Linked DNA regions of Mus musculus: region 1 is linked to region 2. The links are chromatin contacts, called in public HiChIP or PLAC-seq maps. All regions are on one chromosome and are shown on one strand. Each heading gives the region's core, a stretch centred on a gene start, on an enhancer-like site or on the middle of the called end of the contact. The rest is flanking DNA. Distances are from core to core; before and after follow the strand shown. Region 1 holds the start of 2410137M14Rik (RIKEN cDNA 2410137M14 gene). Region 2 holds the start of Gtf2h4 (general transcription factor II H, polypeptide 4).

Evidence for each region. HiChIP or PLAC-seq counts read pairs in DNA pulled down with a chosen protein or histone mark.
Region 1: an H3K27ac HiChIP or PLAC-seq map of embryonic stem cells shows a contact between it and region 2, with 2.9 times the contacts expected there. The contact joins the promoter of 2410137M14Rik here to the promoter of Gtf2h4 in region 2.

What each region holds. Positions count from the first base shown.
Region 1 is chr17:36,979,303-36,982,626 of GRCm38.p6, reverse strand. It overlaps 2410137M14Rik (RIKEN cDNA 2410137M14 gene), which reads left to right and starts at 1,390. Exons shown (of 4, transcript NM_029747.3): 1 at 1,390-1,487. The coding sequence starts at 1,485. It also overlaps the pseudogene H2-M4-ps.
Region 2 is chr17:35,672,270-35,675,540 of GRCm38.p6, reverse strand. Gtf2h4 (general transcription factor II H, polypeptide 4) reads left to right here and starts at 1,798. Exons shown (of 14, transcript NM_010364.4): 1 at 1,798-1,985; 2 at 2,713-2,855. The coding sequence starts at 2,716.

The sequences.
Region 1 (3,324 bases), core at 141-2,640, 1.3 Mb before region 2:
AGGATTGAAGTTTCCTTGTGGCCCCAGGGTTCATTTCTCTAGTTTACACACCGTCAGTTCTCAGGAGCTTCTGCCAGTGTTAGGCAGCTAGACAAGCGTCACCTGGCTTAGGGGTTGTTAAGAATGGGCCCGCTCACACACATCCATTTACCAGTTGAGAAGGGTAGGGGTATCAGGGCTTTTGGGTAACTTGACTTTGGTCAAAAGAATGGAAACTAATCTCCACTTCTGACAAGGGTGGAGACTATGCATTCCGATCTGTCCCAGAGATTAGAATATTGCATACCAATGCCCCCTTCCACCTTCTTTGGGAGCTAATCTAACTAGACTTGTTAATCACCTAGCCAGCAGACAACCCCTCTGGAAAGCTGGTCATTTGAAAACATGCAAAGGAAATGGAAGGAATAATAATACCCCAAATGAAATAATGTACTTACTACGTTCCTGAAGTATCCCCCCAGCCCTCCCCCCAAATCCACTTCCTTGTAGATTAACTGCTGAGTCTGTTTGCTTTCCTGATTTATAACTCAAGGGGTTAATCCTTTCTTTTCTCCTTTCTACAGCTGCTTACCCTCCCCCATTGATGACCCTTAGCCCCTGCTAAGATTATGGTTTGCTAGTGTTGTTGCCTTCCCTCACCCCTCCCCCTCCCCGCCATCCCGAACTAATGAGGTGAACCTGGAGCGTCCTTCTGACTCTGGCTTGTTATTGGCTTTTCTTTCTTTTCTTTTTAATCAAAAACACTCTAAGAATCCACAAATGGGAAACCTCTTTTCCCCAGTAATGTTTGGACACCCACATGTTCACTTCTGTTGTGTGTGGGAATTTTGTAGAACCACTAAGAGTCATGATCTGCCCCCACACACCCACAACGCTATAAAACTTCATAGACAGGGATCTTGCTCTTCAAGTTCTCCAAACACGGAGGATGGGGTCCGTGGTGCTGCACACCCTCTTTCCATTGCTGGCGACCGCCCTGGTCCCAACTCAGGCCAGCGCGGGTGAGTGCAGGGTGGAAAGTGAAGCCACTTCTGTGGGGAGGAGGGAGGAGGCTGGGCAGCAATAGCTCAGGGAACGCTAAGTCTCAGCGGCTGTCTCCCAACTACACACCCTCTGCCAGGCTCTCTTCTCCAATCCGTGTCTGGAGCCCTGTGTGCTAGTTCTCCTCCCAGCAAGTCCGCTTGTCTCCAGGTCCACCTGGGTTGACCCCCGCACCACCCCTAGGCTCACACTCCCTGCGGTATTTCACCACCACCTTGTACGATCCTGGCTAAGGCAAACCTCGGTTCACCGAGGCTACATGGACAACATACAGATCACGAGCTTCAGCAAAGACTTGGAGAGTCAGTGGGTGGAGCCGTGGGTGCCATTTATAGCTCAGGAACCTGAGCATTTGGAGGAGCTGATGCGCCTCGCCAGGAGGATCTTAATACTCGGTCAAATCGAACTGTGGACCCTGTTCGGCTATCATAGCCAGAGAGAGAATGGTGAGTGATCCTATATGGAAGGCTAGTCTATAGTCTCCGCATATTCTTATGAAATATGTACCTTGGGCTGGTGAAATCTGCAAGTTCCTGCAATCCTGGAGAAGCCTGCAGAAATTTACTGTGGTTTCATTTCAGTTTGAAGTAGGCTTTGACCAATCACGAGCAGGCTGTGTGCAATGAATGGGGCTAACCTGGGACATGGTGCTGACCACTTTGGCCTCAACAGAGTCTCACACTGTCCAGTGACTAATCGGCTGTGACATAGGGCCAGACCATCACCTCCTCCGTGGGTATAAGCACATCACTTATGAAGGCCAGGATTACATCTCTCTGACCGAGAGGACCTGCGCTCCTGGGTTGCAGTGGATACCGAGGAGTCTCAGATCACTAGGTGCAAGCAAGAGGCATCTGGTTTTGTTATATCATGCACATCTTTCTTGGAGGGAAGGTGCGTTGAAGTGGCTTCTCAAATACCTGGATAAAGGGGAGGAGATGCTGCAGCATGCAGGTTTCAGGGGTAGCTTCTATTGGCCCTTGAGCAGACTTTATGCCAGGACCAATTCCTAAGCCACCTATTGTGAAATACTGTCCCCCAGGCTCCACACAAGGCTGTTACTGTTTCAAAATCAGAAAAGCTGTGATTACCCTTACTGGGGATTCTAGCCATTCACACCCTCCTATGTTCCCCAATCACAAGGAATCCTACTAGCCACATCTGGACTTCAGAAATATTAGTGTATATGGGAACTAGAAGGTTAATTGATGGTATGGGTGTAGTGGCTGATGCCTTTAATCCCATCATTGAAGAGGCAGAGGCAGGCAGATGAGTGAGTTGGAGGCCAGCTTTGTCTATATAGTGAACTTCTGGATAGCCAGTATGGTAATGGTGTGTGTGTGTGTGTGTGTGTATTAATTGATTGAATTCATTGGTGGCACACTCCAGTGATCTAGCTTTTGTGAGTTGTCATTCATGCTGGAGTGGGCTTTTCAGTGTTGTAGGTGTTTATGAGTATTAAGTAACGCCTCACTCGTGTCTGTAAGTAACCTTCAATGCATTTATGGGATTGCCAAACTGTGTTGGATGGTAAGGATGGGCTTTGATGGGATCATTCATTTGGTCTGTTGTTGGAGTCCTGTCTGGGGTGAATAGATATCTATCATATCTCTCCGGAGAAAGTAATAAAATACTCTACACCCAAGTGGGGACCCAGCAGGACCAAAATGGGCTTGGGAGGATCAGGTTCACGGTTACTGGGATATAAGACATGAAATTGAAGCCAAACCATCCATGGGAGAAATTACTGATGTGTCTCTGCTTTCTCCATGTGGTGTGGAATGGCAGCGGAGGGTTGCAATGCACTTGGTGTGGATGATTGGACTCACATCTGAGACTGCTCCATCTGAAGGTGTATCGATACCTCGACATGGCATGCTATCTATCACAACAGCAACAGCAATTTCTGAAATAATACTTGTGGGGCAGGATCCTAAGCAGACAGTGACAGCAGTTGTGTGTCCTTTGCTGTGGGCAGTTGAGACTTGCAACTGGGGCTTAGCCATCTTCCCAGGGCTCTCAAGGCTGTGGGACATAGAAGCAGATGGGGTCTGGGTGATGTAGAAGTAGAGAAATTGAGTGTTGTCACTGCTCATTCCTCTCTGAAAGAAAGGTTGCACAGTCTGAGGCAATACAAAGGAATCATTGGGCCAGCAAGATGTCTCAATGTTTGGTGCTTGCCATAAAGCCTAACAACCTGAGTTTGGAACCCTGAGCACACATGGAGAAGGAGAGAACAAGTTGTCTTATGACCTCTAGATAAGTGCTGCACATGTATAGGGG
Region 2 (3,271 bases), core at 549-3,048:
AAATGGAGACTGACTTCAACTGACCGGACGGTTTTTTTCAGACACAGCGTTAAAGTAGCATCTGCCAAAAGGAGGGGGGTACTTGGGTTTATATAGGAGGTTTGAGGAATGGGAAGTTAAATGCCGATTCTGGGGCTATGTGCAAGCCTTCAATTTCTCCCTCCTGGAGAAAAGGCCATTTTATCTTTAGATACTGACCGGCCTCGGCTGAGAGCTTGGTAACGGCAGTGAGGGGGAGGGGCTGGTGTTCCAATATAGGGCCTAGGTCAGGATATGGTTAAAGGTTTATTCTAATATTACAACCAAGATAACGTCAGACTACTCTAATTTTTAAAAGATGACTTTTATTATTATGGTATGTGAGTGCAGGACGGTGAAGGCTGGGATTCACATCGCCATGGCATGGGCATGGAAGTTGGATATCTCTCCCCCTCTCTTCAGGTCACAACATAGCAAAGCCTTTACCCACTGAGCCATCTCACCAGCCAGTGATTTTCCTTAAAATACATAGTAAAGCATAATCAAGTCCTTACATGGCCTTACCATTTTTGCCCTTGGTAAATGTGTTTCTCATCTCGGTACTGGGACTTTCTTGTGCAGATCTCTTATTCTGTTTTTGTTTGTTTGTTTGTTTGTTTGTTTGTTTTTGGTTTTTTTCGAGACAGGGTTTCTCCGTATAGTCCTGGCTGTCCTGGAACTCACTTTGTAGACCAGGCTGGCCTGGAAGTCAGAAATCTGCCTGCCTCTGCCTCCCAAGTGCTGGGATTAAAGGCGTGCGCCACCACACCCGGCTCAGATCTCTTATTCTTGTTGAGCTTGATAGCCTGTGATGTAAGAATAACAGAATTTGCCCCCATAAGAATTGGAGACCCTACAGATGACCTTAGTTGATGTCATTTTCCCTTTCCCTTGTCTTGCCTAGGATAAATTCATAAATCAAATCAGGGCAAATGATAGCTTTCTCTTAAAAATTGCAATGTAATCTTCTAACTCCCCAGGGAGTTGGAAGAGATTAAGATTGAGTGAGCAGGTGGGAGGATGGTGGAGAGATGGCTGTCCTTCCAAAGGGCCCAAGTTCAATTCCTAGCACTAACATAACAGCTCACTGCTGTATGTAATTCCAGTTCCAGGGAATCTGACTTCACATAGACATTTTGATTGATTGAGCTCCAAATGAGGGCAATTGTGTTGATCCACGTCATGTGAAGATGTTCTGCACTGATCATTATCTCAGTTTCGTGAGGAACAACAGAGGTCAAGAAACCCAGTTTGTCGCCGGGTGTGGTGGCGCACGCCTTTAATCCCAGCACTCGGGAGGCAGAGGCAGGCGGAGTTCTGAGTTCGAGGCTAGCCTGGTCTACAAAGTGAGTTCCAGGACAGCCAGAGCTATACAGAGAAACCCTGTCTCGAAAAACCTAAAAAAAAAATAAGAAGAAGGAAGAAAGAAAGAAAGAAAGAAAGAAAGAAAGAAAGAAACCCAGTTTGAGGTCTCTACATCTAACATAACACCACTAAGCTGCTTTAGTACGTCTCCGATAGGAGGCCCCGGAGCTCCTCCAGGTTTGCTGCCTCCTCCTGATCTGACAAGAGATTCACCTTGCTGTATAGGGGAGAGAGGCGCGGAATCAAAAGGTCTGACTTCGGATGTTTCTAGGGAATCCCAATGAAAAGCCACCTTTTCTCGGCCGGCCTTCTTGCGGTGCCTTTAGGGATTTGTAGTCAGAGCCTGACTCATAGTCTCCAATGTAGGCTAGAAGAGGACTACAATTCCCAAGATGCCTTGCGACAGGCGAGTGCATTGCCTATTCTAACCCCCTTTACTCTTGACACATTTCTCTGCTCTCCCTTCTCTTTGGACTGCTTATTGACTGGGTCCTGTCTGTGAAGTTCTTCGTGGTTCTCCCACCTTTTAGAATTCTCATCCTTTATTTCCAGGAGCCAATGCGAGACATTAGCACTGATTAGGCGACGGCTGGTGACCCGGGGTGCGCGAGGGGGAGCCGAGTGGTGAGGGGGTTTGAGAAGGGTAAGGGAGAGAGTTGAGCGAGAAGCGGAGTGAAAGGAAAGTCGGGGAGATGTGAGGAGCTCAGAGGCGTGGGTCTCAGTGAGAGGGGTAAGGCTGGCTGGAGGGAAAGGGATAGAAAGGGATTTAGGTTGGTAAGCATGAGGCAGTTTATAGCCGTGTCCCCAGATGAGAGCTAAGGATTTGACCCATTTGGACTGATCTGACCAGGAGGGTGGACAAGAGAGAGAAGCCTGGGCTCAAATAAGTATCTTTGTCAATGCTTAGGTGAACTTGAGATGTCATTGATATGCAAAACACTCGCAAGTATGAAACGATAAGTAATTCAGTCCACACCGGTGAGGATCTGGATTTGATCCTCAGGACCATACACAAAAATGAGACTAATTCCACCTCCTGGAGACTGAACAAAGGCTGAACTTCAAGGGCAGATATGGGATGAAAAGCCTGGTGGCCACTTGGGAAGTAAAGGCAGATGGATCAGGGGTTCAAATCCATCCTTGGCTCCATAGCAAATTCAAGGCCATTGTGAGCTGCATAATGAAGAAAAGAAGCAGGACACGAGGGGTTTGGGAGGAATAGGTGATAAGTGGCATCAGACAGGAAAGTACAGAAAGTGAACCTAATAGATCTGGAGTCAGTGATATAGGCCTGGGTCATGTGGGAGTTCTGACATTTGTCCCTCTCAGGTGATGGAGATCACCCCGGCGAGGGGTGGACTGAACCGAGCACACCTACAATGCAGGAATCTCCAGGAGTTCTTAGGAGGCCTGAGCCCTGGGGTGCTGGACCGATTGTATGGGCACCCTGCCACTTGTCTGGCTGTCTTCAGGTGAGGAGCCTTCAGAGCAAAGGGGATGTTTGGAGAATGTAATGGGGCCTGCAGACTGAAATTAGTTAGCACGGGGAGAGGCTTATTAGCCCAGCGTGAGTACCAGGGTGTTAGACATTACTCCAAAGTGTGTCAGTCCAAACCAGAAAGAGGTTGTGGGGACAGTGGGACTGCTAAGGACGTGGGAGATGGCATGAGACGTTTGAGAGACAGAGGTTGCAGGGTATTTGATCACATAGTGAACTCCAAGATTATGAACCAGAAAAACCTTGTTATTGTGGCTCAGCCCTAAGCACACACCTTTTTTTTAGCCAAGGGCTAATGTCAACCGTAGGTCAAGAGATGGAGCAACCAAGTAAACAGAAATTAGCAACGTTGAGTTGAAGGGAATTTAAGACAGTGTGGAGAATTCTCGG